2 separate regions of the Mus musculus genome follow, and region 1 is linked to region 2. The links are chromatin contacts, called in public Hi-C maps. All regions are on one chromosome and are shown on one strand. The core of a region is the stretch at or near the end of the contact, and the rest is flanking DNA. Distances in the headings are between cores, read along the strand shown. Region 1 overlaps 4930552P12Rik (RIKEN cDNA 4930552P12 gene). Region 2 holds the start of 4930552P12Rik (RIKEN cDNA 4930552P12 gene).

The links. A called contact is a pair of places that touch in the nucleus more often than the background predicts.
Region 1: a Hi-C map of bone marrow-derived macrophages shows a contact between it and region 2, with 71 read pairs. The contact joins the enhancer-like site here to the promoter of 4930552P12Rik in region 2. A contact is called at or near these places in 1 of 15 datasets of contacts at CTCF or cohesin (the NIH/3T3 cell line), 9 of 484 Hi-C or Micro-C datasets (ECoMG-derived neutrophils, bone marrow-derived macrophages, conventional dendritic cells and 4 more), 7 of 115 datasets of contacts at active chromatin or transcription factors (bone marrow-derived macrophages, double positive thymocytes, embryonic fibroblasts and 3 more) and 3 of 9 other capture datasets (adipose tissue, bone marrow-derived macrophages and liver).

The regions. Positions count from the first base shown.
Region 1 is chr19:55,657,282-55,663,252 of GRCm38.p6, forward strand. All of the region lies in intron 2 of 4930552P12Rik (RIKEN cDNA 4930552P12 gene), which reads right to left. Among named protein-coding and RNA genes, the nearest start is that of Gm41871, 41 kb to the right of the region's middle. Within about 2 kb of position 3,065, at least 39 of the 459 cell types and tissues checked have an H3K27ac peak or open chromatin away from gene starts, as enhancers often do. A contact at or near this core is called in bone marrow-derived macrophages and peritoneal macrophages, where this site is marked.
Region 2 is chr19:55,700,217-55,706,133 of GRCm38.p6, forward strand. It overlaps 4930552P12Rik (RIKEN cDNA 4930552P12 gene), which reads right to left and starts at 1,988. Exons shown (of 4, transcript NR_045318.1): 1 at 1,912-1,988. Gm41871 (a long non-coding RNA gene) reads left to right here and starts at 927. Exons shown (of 3, transcript XR_877940.2): 1 at 927-996; 2 at 1,397-1,517; 3 at 1,669-2,411.

The DNA.
Region 1 (5,971 bases), core at 1,815-4,314, 42 kb before region 2:
GTGTATGTGTGTATATGTGTGTATGTGTGCATATGTGTGTATGCGTGTATATGTGTGTATATGTATATGTATGTGTGTATATTTGTATATGTGTATGTGTGTATATGTATATGTGTGTGTATATGTATATGTGTGTATATGTGTGCATATGTGTGTATGCATTTGTATGTGTATGTATATGTATGTGTGTGTATGTGTGTATGTGATGTGTGTATATGTGTGTATATGTATTTGTGTGTATGTGTGCATATGTGTATGTATGTATATGTATATGTGTGTATGTGTGTATATGTGTATATGTGTGTATATGTCTGTGTGTGTCCATACAGATTCAGGCTCATTTGTGTACATGTGCATGTAGAGGTTAATTTTAGGTGTCAATCTTCAGAATGCCGTTCATCTTCTTTTGTTTTGTTTGTTTTGTTTTCTGAGATGTAGTCTCTCACTGACCTAGAGATCACTAAGTGGGGTGGGCTGTCCCCTCCTCCTCAGCACTGGGATTGCAAGCACACACTGTCTCTCTGCTCTTCATGCCTGGGCTCCGGGGCTTGAACTCAAATCCTCATGCTTACACAGTGACCACACTATGGCATGAACCATCTCCACAGCCCAGAGGCAGATTTTCTGTAACACTAATGAGTACACCATTGGTATAGGGCCTTGTGCTCAGTGATTCCGAATATTATTATTCTGAATAATTTTGTGACACGTGACTTGGATGCTGGGAACCAAACTCTAATGCTCTGGAAAGGCTGGAAGGTGTATGTATGTGTGTGCTCTCACAATTGTGCCATGCGACCCAAGGTCAGAGGACAAGCTTCAGGACTGGTTCTGGCCTCCCACCTCAGGATCTCAGGCTTGCATTTAGATCCTCAGGTTAACATTGCCACCTGAGCTTTTACTTGCTGGCCCATGTTTCTGGCCCCCATAGTTAAAAATGTTAACATGAAGAGGTCCCCTCTGGGAACACCGCTATGCTCACAGCTCAGCTTATAAGGCCATGGAGTCAGCTCTGCTTTTGTGTCCTTCAAAACCCAAGTATGTTCTTCTTGAAACTTTCCAACGAAATACCAAAACAAACAAACAAATCCCACACACCCTGGGAATCCTCTTGTACTCTGGTGAGTCGGATTAGTCCTTCTAGGCCCCTGAGCACTGGCTGCTCCTCCCAGCGCCTGGGCAAGCTTCCTTTACCCTCTCCTTTCAACAGACTGGGTTTGCAAACAGAAACTACAAGCAGGTAAAATTGTCTATTGTTTATTCAGGGATTCTAATGGAACACCCTCAGGAGAGACTGTGGCTGAATCAAAAACTCCCAGAGATTTCAGAGGAGCTGTGCCAGGAGGTTCCTTGAAGGCCTGGGTGTGTACATGCGCACATTCGCACCCCTCACTTCCTCAAGACGCTAGCTGGGGTAAGTACTAGGACTACATATCATGGATAAAACAGACTCTCTCCAATGAGGCAACATCTTCATTCGTCTCTGACTCTACCACACACGTGACAAATGACAAACCTTTGAGTGTGGCTTTGCCTGGACTTGGAAAGCCCTTCCTAGTTTGCTCTTTGATCTGGGTCCCATGCAGCAGGGCCACATTGAGTACTCAGAATGCAGGTTCTGACTGGGAGTGGGGGGCAGGCACTCCTGGGGTGGTGAGGGTCAAGAGTGCACAGCAATTACAGGTGCATCAGGTAACATGTACCCAAGAGACAGAAGGTACCCAGGGACTGAAAACTGAGGGTCCCCAATGCAGGAATTGTTTCTTCAAGTAATCAAAGGGCTAAAAAAAAGCAGAGACAGCCTAATGACAGGACCCTAGGACAGAGGGACAGAAGAAAATGACAGTCTCCAGGGAGACACAGAGACCCTGGCTAACCTGCACCTCCAAGGCCCTATCCAGAAAAGCAGGAGCCACAGAGGAAAGACTGCTGTCAATGTCACTGGCTAAGGAAGCCTGAGTGAGAAGCCATGCCCTTCACCCCCTTCTCTACCATGCCTGCTCCCTGAGTGCCATGTAATGACCCAAGCCTTCTGCAAGCCATTCCAGAAGTAAGAAACAGGGAGGGTTTCAGAACTAACACAGTGTCATAGACAACACAAAGGAGAGGGGGGCCCTGACAACCTCTGAGGACCTTTCCAAGCCCAAGGCAGGCACTTGAGGGGAACCTCTTCACCCTACAGAACCCACATAATGGCGGCCATAGAACTCACACCGCTCTTCTGATGCGCAGTGAGACTAGCATGGACTCTTTCCATGGGCTGTCTGATGCCCAAACAACTCCTAATTTTCAGTTGGGAGAGATCTGTGTTTTATGGCTTACAGAGTCTCTTTGTCTTATGAGACAACGAAATTCATATTAGCTATACCTCATCTTTCTCTTTTGTCTCAGCAGCCTTGGAGCTCTAACTTAGCTTCCCAAGCATGGGTCACTGGCTGGACATCCCCTTCTATGTGGCTCTACTTCTACAACTCTCAGCTTAGCCTTTCATTGATTAAATGTTTTGTTATCTCTGATACATTTGAATCACAAAGTCAGTCTCTCTCTCTCTCTCTCTCTCTCTCTCTCTCTCTCTCTCATGGCAGCTCAGCAGTGACTTCCAGAGAGTGATCCAATCCTTTAATCCCAGCACTCTGGAGCCAGTGGCAGGAAGATCTCTGTGAGTTTGAGGCTAGCCTGGTCTACAGAGTGAGCTCCAACCACTCAGGGGTATACAATGAGATTCTTTCTCACAAAATTAAAAAAAAATATTAAAATAAACATATAAATAAACTTCAGCACCGTGGGGTGGGGGTGCGGGGGGGGGGGGTTGGCTCCAGAACCCTGTGTGTTGTGTAAGCAGTCTCCCACTGAACTTTAGCCCCGTTGGCAGCTTTTGAAGATATCTCATGGTTCCTCCATCTTTAATTCTTCTTTATATTTGAACTCTGACCTCTTCCCCCACAAACCTTCCGAGAGAGCTGTCATTTTCCCACGTTGAGAAAACCACAGAGCTGCCGCGCTTCTCCGTGGTGCTGGCTCGCTCTGTTTTGCCCCTCAGTTGCTTTCACTTCCCTTTCTTTACCCTGGACAGAGTGATCTCCTCTCGGACAGGGCAGTAACCCTTCCCGGGCGATGCCAGCATCACGGGGTAACAAAGAGGAAGCCACAGGTCCGGACAGAGAAGTCAAGGCCCCTGGAGGTGAAGGGTGCTTTGTGGACATTGCCAGCTACCACACAGACTGCTAGGTCACTTGTCAGAATCCAGTTGTGCCCTCAAGCTTCCAACTGGTTTGACCAATGGACATCTACTCCGCTTACAGGCCTACCAGCACAGACTTCTCCTTGGAATGACTTCTCCCCCAAAGCACCAAGCTTATCACAGGCAGGGTCTGGCCAGACAAACCAGGTTGAGCCAGGAACTTTCTCTTGCCAAGAGGGTAATTTAAAAAGAAAAGTCTCATGTAGCCCATCTGGACTCGAACGCACTATGTATCCAAGAATGACGTTTAATTTATCAACCTTCTGATTTTATATACTGCTAGGGGTCAAACCCCAGAACTTGGTGCCTGCTAGGCAGGTATTCTATTAACTTAGATGCATCCCTAACCTGGAGAGTAACAAGTTAAACTCATCCACATGGCCAGGAGATCCCCACACTTGCCTGCTAACTCCAAGCCCCACACTGATCTCAGCCGTGTCCTTGCACGGGACTTGATTGGTTGTCGTGGGTCTTTAACAGTAGGTTTCTATTCCACCCGAACAGAATGCAGACTCCCACGGCAGGCACTGCTCCATGACTTTTGTGAGCCCCAGGTCCTGCACCGGAATCATGGAGAAACTGGGACAAAGCACATGGGTGGAGTGGTGTTAGGCTTAGCTCACTCCTTTCCCCTTGTCCTGATGAGCAAGTGACCTGAAGAAGTGATGGAACGTGACCATGTCCCACAGGTGGTGAACATCCTGAGACCTTACCTTCCGCAGATTTTCTCTCTCTGTGAAAACACAACCAAGTCTGATTGAGGATATATGCAAAAAACGTCTCCCCACGACCCCATGTCTGTGTTTCCCCTGGCAACCACTGATAACCCTCAACTCCCAGCCAGAAAGTCACAGCAGATGTCCCCAACTCCAGGCCTCCTCCTTCTCCACCCTGAGCAACACCAGCCTAGAGCTGCCAAGGCTGAACCTGATGGCTATTCCTCTGGTAGCATCACACCAGAATCACCCTGAGCCATGACTTCAAATAGCATCGTTCCCACCATGCTCCAAGCTGACATCCTGACAGAAACTAAGCAGTGACATGTTCAAGTCCTTGGTGGACTTCATGAGAACCCACAGGGGCTCATCCAAAGGTCTGGTAGCCACAGTGTCTTCCTGTCACATTAACTACTGGAGGTACCATTGATATTTATTGATACCCGTCAAGTAGGAACTAAGTTCACCCTAGATACTTGCAATTTGAGAGCAGTTAAACTTGAAAGGCTTTAGCACATGAAGAGCCTCATGACCTGAGTTCAGAGAACCCATATGTTGGAAGAAGAGAAAGAAATGCAGTTTGCCCTCTGACAGAGAGACAGACACAGAGAGATAGACGCAGAGAGTTAGAAACAGAGACAGAGATTGGGGCAGAATGAGAAAGAAAGAGAAGAAGAGAAGAGAAGAGAAGAGAAGAGAAGAGAAGAGAAGAGAAGAGAAGAGAGAAAAGAGAAAAAAAGAAAAGGAAAGAAAAGAGAAGAAAGGAAAAGAAGCATTGAGCATGGCCACATAGCTATCAAGAGCTGGAGTCAAGTACCTCACTCAGGCCTCTGCTCCCAACACATTTGTGTGGTGCCACCACAACCTTCATCTATAGTCACTGGGTAGGCTCTAGCCAAAGGAGGTCATTGAGATTTAAGAGAACTGGTTTCTGAGGCTGTCACCAGCAGCTAAAGGACTCTGCAAATAAACACTTCCTTTGTAGTATGGGGGGCACTTGGGCTGCTCTGCCTTGGTCTACAGTGTTCTACAAGGGAGAAGCCATGAAGGCTCCAGCCTGGTTGGGGAACACAGTCTGGGGTGAGGAGACACCAGCAGACAGGGAGAGTAAACAGGAGCCATGGGCAGGAGAAGGCTCACTGGATCCTGACTGGCTTTTGCTCAGTGATAGCAAATGAGAAGTCACACCACCTGGGGCTCCCCTCAGGGCCTCCTAAGGCTGGGGCAGGGGGCAGATTCTCTGAGTTCTGCTAGTGCCTTGTTCCAGCCCAGCTTGGCCTGGAAGACAGTCCTGCCCCAACTAGGGAGGAACCAGTGTGGTGGGCCATGAGCTAGGAAGTCATGTTCTATTCCATGGTTCTCTGTGGGGGCCCAGTGCGCAGTGTGTTTTCACTGCCCTGTTCTGGCAAGCCAGTGGCTTTCCCTTCCCCCACCTGCTCACGACAGAACAAAGAAACCTGGCTCCTTCCCGCCAGTCCAGCGAGAGTTCCTAATTGGCTTTCCATTAAAGAGAAAATAGACTACTGTTTCCACCTCATTATTTATGAGCCTTTCTGGAAGTACATTTCCATGCACCCTGGGATTGCTCCTGCCCATTTTGCTTGGCCATATTTTATGATCTGTTTTATTTATTCAGGGCCTCTATTGGGTACTCACATCTGAAACCAATTAAAAAACAAGAACTAAGGAAAAAAAAAAAAAAAACAAGTAAACACCTGGAGATGTCCAAACCTAGAGTCTTTCTGCAGCCTGCTCTTGGTGCAATGGACGGGATCATGCCAACAGCCCTGGGCCACTGAAAGTGGAGCTTGCCCTTCATGCCAATGAAGCCAGCAATTGCCACAAAAAGGGGCAGCCTGCAGAGAGAAAGAACTCTCACTGACAGAGTATCAACAAGTGGCTGAGCAGCCCTGGTTCTCTGGCCCACATGAGGTCTCTCTCATTCTCTTTTGTGCCTTCTTCTCTATCTCTGTCCCCATCCCCATCCCCATCCCCACCTCCCCTCCCACTACCA
Region 2 (5,917 bases), core at 738-3,237:
CTATTCTGAAAGGAGTGCTTGGAGAATGGCCTCAACCTAGGATGCTGAGCCCTTGCCTCTGCTAGGATGTTCCCTCGTTATCAGCATGGGGAATGGGTATACATGAGACTGATGGTATCAATTATACATGATCCTGGGCTAAGCCCTGTGCCCTGGGAGCTGCGTGGAGAGGTGCCTCCAACGAGAGAGCCTCTTAACTCCTTCCCTGCTATTCGGAAACTGCTTACAGCAGTGTTTGCTGCGGTTAGAGTTGATTAGAGTTGTGTTGGATGCCTCTGTCCAGGGAGTTGTTGTGTGTAGGTCTCCCTGGTGGCCTCAACTCCCTGGCCTTTACTCTCAGGCTCCTTAGCGCTGCTCCTGACTTTACACAGGTGTAAATCAGGCCATTAGCACCTTCTGCCTCAGCCGGGGAGGTGTGCCCAAAAGGGGGTTTAAAGGTGACAGGGTTGGGGTGGGGAGGAAACCTGATCATTTTAATGTTTAACCTCGGTGACAATGGGATCGGGAGCCCTCCCCACCCCCACGCAAGCAGCTTCTGTGGAGAGAGTCCATAAAATACCTCAGATAAGAGAGGAACTCAGCGGGAGGAACTGGGTGGCTAAACCACAGATCAGACTCAAGGCAGCTGAGAGAAAGCAACTCTGGAGAGAGGACATAGCCCTTTCCACCAGCCCTGTCCTTCGGCAAGTGCACCCTTCCTTAGTCTGAGAGGAGAAACCCCTAACAGTTAGTTCTGCATTCAGTGTTAAACGACTGGGAGGCGGAAAACTGAAGGGAACATAACTCTGGTTAGGACAGGAGAGAGGAGAGCCATTTCTGGTAAATAATTAACAATACAACATGTTTCCCTTAAAAAAAAAAAGTACCCAGAAGAACTTTCAACTTCTCTAATTTGGAAAGTCAAAAGTTTAACTGGGCGCCAGGAAGCTGTTGGCCAAACCCTGCTTCTTGCCCAGTCATCCTGGCAGCGTGGGAGCTGTGACCACCTCCCTCTTGGTAAGATCTGGAGTGTAGGTGGCAACAGCCGATGACATCTGGCTTCTCTGGGGTGTCCCAGGAAGAGGGTGGGACCCTCAAATCTCATCCTGGGTGTCAAAGATCCCTCTGCTAAGTGTTCCGGAACTAAGTGTGTTCTCAGATTCATGGCAAATCAAGTCACGGAGACAAATTAGGACCTGCAACATTCGTTTTAGAACTCAGTCCACTTGGGGTCTCCATTCTGATTTGTAACCTCGCCCAAGTTGCTTTCCCAGCCCTGGGCAGTTTACTTCATTATTGACCTGAGGCAAACTGCCTTCACAGAGCTGTTGCCTGACAGTGCTTGTTGTGGGGGTGGGGTGGCACGTGATGCCTGCCTGTGCGCCACGTTCTTCTGACCCCCGTTTTTGAAATACAGCCCCGAGTTTGACTGGAGCACATTCCCCATGGAATGACTGACTTACTGTCCGCACTGCCTTCCCTACTACAGTAGTGGAATTGCTCAGTGGCGATCCCAAGGCCTGCAAAGCCTAAAATAAGTAAGTATTGCTCATGACGTTGCGGTCCTCTTAGATCAGTAAAGATACAGCCGCGTGTAGATGAGGTGCTAGTTTGAGCATCTCATCCTGCCCTCGCCCTTGGTCTTTGGAAGGATGCTGCTTGCTTACTGATGTCCTCCGATGCTCACAGCTCCCGTCTCCACCCAGCGTCTAACGTCCAGAGACTTCAGGTCCAGCCTTCCCTTTGCTGTTGACAACACCGCAGCTGAGGAGGATGGAGTTGTTCGCTGTTGTTAAGACAGACTAGGTGGGCCCTGACTTTGGTGGCTACCAAATTTTCTGACAGATGTCAACCTGAGGTTCAGGAAGAAGAAACCAGAGGAACAGGTGGAAGCAAAAGAAGCCCAAAGGCAGACCCATGGCCTTGACTCACCACATAGGTCTTGGAGCCAGCCTATGGATGAGGAAAGAAGGCAGTGAGCCAGGTCTCTTCCCTGGACCGAAGTCAATAAGGCTGTGCAACAGCTTTTCTCTTCCCCAGACTTTAGACAATGAGGTGTGCAGCAGCTTTTGTCTTCCCCAGACTTCAGTCAATAAAGTGTGCAGCAGCGTTTGTCTTCCCCAGACTTCAGTCAATGAGGTGTGCAGCAGCTTTTGTCTTCCCCAGACTTCAGTCAACGAGGTTATACAGGGGACAAAGCATCAGGAAAGACTAAGAGAAACTCAAAGCCTTCTTGGAAGCAGCACTAAGTGTACCGACTCAGTAAAACTTCCCAAAGACAAAGAAAGTGGTTACATTTGGCAAATAGACAGAACCCTTCCCGTTAACTCATGCTGGCTAATAGTGTCCTTTCCTTCACCCAGTTTTTTGCCTTCTTGTTAAGGAGGCAAGAGTTCACTCAACCCACACAGCCACTCTGGAATCAAAGGTGTCCTTTCAAAGTTGTCTCACAAAGAATTGGGGATAAAAGTCTTTGTTCTTGGGTCCAGGTCGCTGGAGTATCCCAGAAGCCCTCCACTCCTGGTGGCCGGCCACCTATCTTCCCTCCCTCCTGCACGTGGCCCCATGTGCTTTCCAACAGCAGGATTCAATGTGCAAAGCAGCTATAGGAACGTGAACGGGAGTCTGGCCAGTCCTGATCACTGGTACCTCCACTTGCCCTCTCTGGTGGCATTCCTGCCTCAGATCCTCTCTTCCTGGCATTTATCCATCAACTTCAAGATCGCAAAGTCCAAACACCAGTCCCATGACACAGTCAGAAGTACCAATCTAGTTTCAGTTCCTGGCACCCACAATGAATGGTCCACAACTGCGTATAAAGTTTCAGAAGATCTGACATCCTGTGCCGACCTCTGAGAGCATCTTCACGGGTGTACACACAAATGAAGATGTGCACACACAGTGTACATGTACATAAAATTTTTTAAAATATTTCTTAAAAAAGAAAGCCGACTCTCTGGACACTATACACTGCTTTTGGTAGCATGGACGGACAGGGAATTATGTAATGGTTTTGAATGCACTGATGCTGGGTTTCCAATGGCCAGGGGCCTATGGAGTTAACCCTTTTCTCAATACTTCATATTGAGAAATGTTCTCTCTCTCTCTCTCTACCATACACACACACACACACACACACACACACACACACACACACACCTATGGATTGAACCCATGACTTTACTCATGGTATGCAAAGACTCCACTTGTACCTTAAATATAAATGGACTTTTTCATAGGATCTATGATATCTGGTAGTCAATGAGACACACTTTATAGAATTTTCTGGCATCTTTGGTATGCTCCATAATTTTTACAAGTGGCAGGGATACTGTGATCAAAAAGCTTGTGAATCCCACTACTACCATAGTCTGACTTCTGGGAACCCCACCCCATCCCACACTCAACCCAGAAGGTAGAGAGTTTCCTATTAGTTCACATTGAGGAAGCTGAAACTCACATTACTCATGGGACTTGTGTTAGTCCACTATTTGGAAGCAGCCAACCTGGGACTAAAAGCTGGTGGGAGGGTCAGCTCTGTGTCCATGTGGACGTTTCTATCAACTCGGGGTGAGAGCTTTATAGGGTCCCTAGGGGAGCTCTGTGGGCCTGTCACCTGTTCATTCAAACAACACAAGGGTGGTGTTGCCTGGCTCATTCTGAGAGTCCTTCCACCTGGAAGTACCTCAAAGTACCTCAGCCTGAGCTCAGAGTACCAATCTGCAATCACAGGTGAGAACGGGTGAGGACAGTGACAGAGGAGTCATCAGGGTGAGGAGGTCAAAGGGCCACGGCACATCTGTTCATTGTTCATTGCTTCCCGCAGATTTCACCTCTCTCTCTCTCTCTCTCTCTCTCTCTCTCTCTCTCTCTCTCTCTCTCTAATTTGGATATAATCTAGTCATATCTCAACCCTGCAGCTTTGCCAAGAAGAAATTACTTTGAGAGAAGGAGGAAACAAAGCAAGACCCTTTGCACACTGAAAGGTTGGCCCACACGCCTTCCCTCCTTCTCCCGCTAATGGCTGTCCCCGTGGCCTAGGCCAGGGCTGTGCTTTGTTCCCGGTGAAAGACACAGAAGAGCACCAGCTTAGCTCTTAAACAAATAGTGCCATTTAAACCTCTCAGCGACACCATTGGCTAAGGAGCCCCGAGAAACACAGACTCTGGCTTCTGTTGGGTTTTGTGCATGTGTTTTGTTTTGTTTTGGATATTTTGTTATTCTGTACACTTCAAAAGAGGCTTGGGTGGCCTGGGGAAGGTCTGTGTCCTTAGTTCCTTTCCCTCCCGTGTGGCTTTTGTGGACTTGCTACTTCTGCTGATTCATTGTTCTAGCTTCTGGATTTAGGCTTTCAAATAAAGAGACTGGATTTAAAAAAAAAAAAATGAATGTGGCCCAAATGGAGGTACCTTGGGCAGCTAAGTCACACCTGTGAGCATGAGGTCACCGTATCCCCTGCGGCCGCTATCTTTCCTGAAGCAAAGACTGAGCTTCATCCACCAAATCCAATCATCAGGAAGCCTGGGGCCCAGTGCTGACCCCCACTCTTTGTCACCAGATTACACATCACACTTGCAAGATCTGGGAGAGGGGTCTCTGGTGGCATAGGAAGGAAGAGTTTAAACCCTACTTGGGCTTCTCCCATCCTTACCAGGACCTTGTACAAATGTGACCTCAGACAAACAACCCTGCCCCACCCCACAAGACTCAGAGACCATTGAAGAAATAAAGGGCTGGAGCCAGAGGTCAGGGGAAGCAACTGTGTCTTCTGGACATGACAGGACCATTGGTGTCACACACCCAAGCTGTGGCTGCCTGTATGAGACCCGCCCAATATCAAGTGAGACAACGTTCCAGCGTGGAGGAGAGAGGGGTTTGGACACCACTAGTTGAGGGACTATTGACAGATAATGGCTTCTGGGGGGAGAAAGAGTCGCTTTTCTTTAAGAGTGTGGCCCTAAGTGGCCAACCATGCACCAGTTGATGCCTCACACCTACAACTCTATGGGCAGCACAAGCTGGGCTTGGTGGGGTGTAGAAGGCGAAAAAGTGGAGGGGGGAGAGGAAGAGGAAGAGGACTGTGATACGAAGTTTGGAGTGGATATGATTGAAATGCCCAGTAAAGTTCTTTTTAAAAAAAAATGTACATTATTAAAAAATTAAGAGACAAGTGTGCACCACCATGCCCTGCTTGGAGGTTGATCTTCTGTCTGCTATATGGATCTGTAGTAATAAACTCCCCATGTCTGACTCACCAGGCTGTTATAGGGCTCAGCAGAATATATAGACAAGAAAACCCACTATGGTCTACACTGGCCTGTTTCAATCATTGCAAAACATCTGGAAAGCATAGGAGTCTCCAACTCAATGACATTTAGTGAGTGGGCTAGACTGCACACCTGACAAAGAGAAGCCACACCACGCAGCCATGGAATGACTAGACTCCAAACAGTATGATAGCTTGGTTCCGTCCTTGTTTCTTGTTTCTTGTGTAAAATGTTACAGCTTTGTCCATAGGCAGAGCCTCAGGGGTCCATCTTCTCTCCTCTCTACCACTGGGGATGTGTGTGTGTGTGTGTGTGTGTGTGTGTGTGTGTGTGTGTGTGTGTGTGTGTGTGTGTGTATACAGGTGCACACATTTTTTTGTTTTGTTTGTTTTGTTTTGTTTTTCAAGATAGGGTTTCTCTGTGTATCTCTGGCTGTTCTGGAACTCACTCTATAGACCATGCTGGCCTCAAACTGAAGAGATATGCCTGCCTCTGTTTCCTGAGTGCTGAGATTAAAGGTGTGCATCATCATAACTGCCTAGGATCTTTGAAAAGGTCTGGTCTAAGGGTCAACAAGATTTCTTGATGGTTCAAGGTCTTGGCCGTCAAGCCTAATGACCTGAGTTTGATCCATGGGACCCACGTGACAGAACAGAGTGGATTCTGAGTGC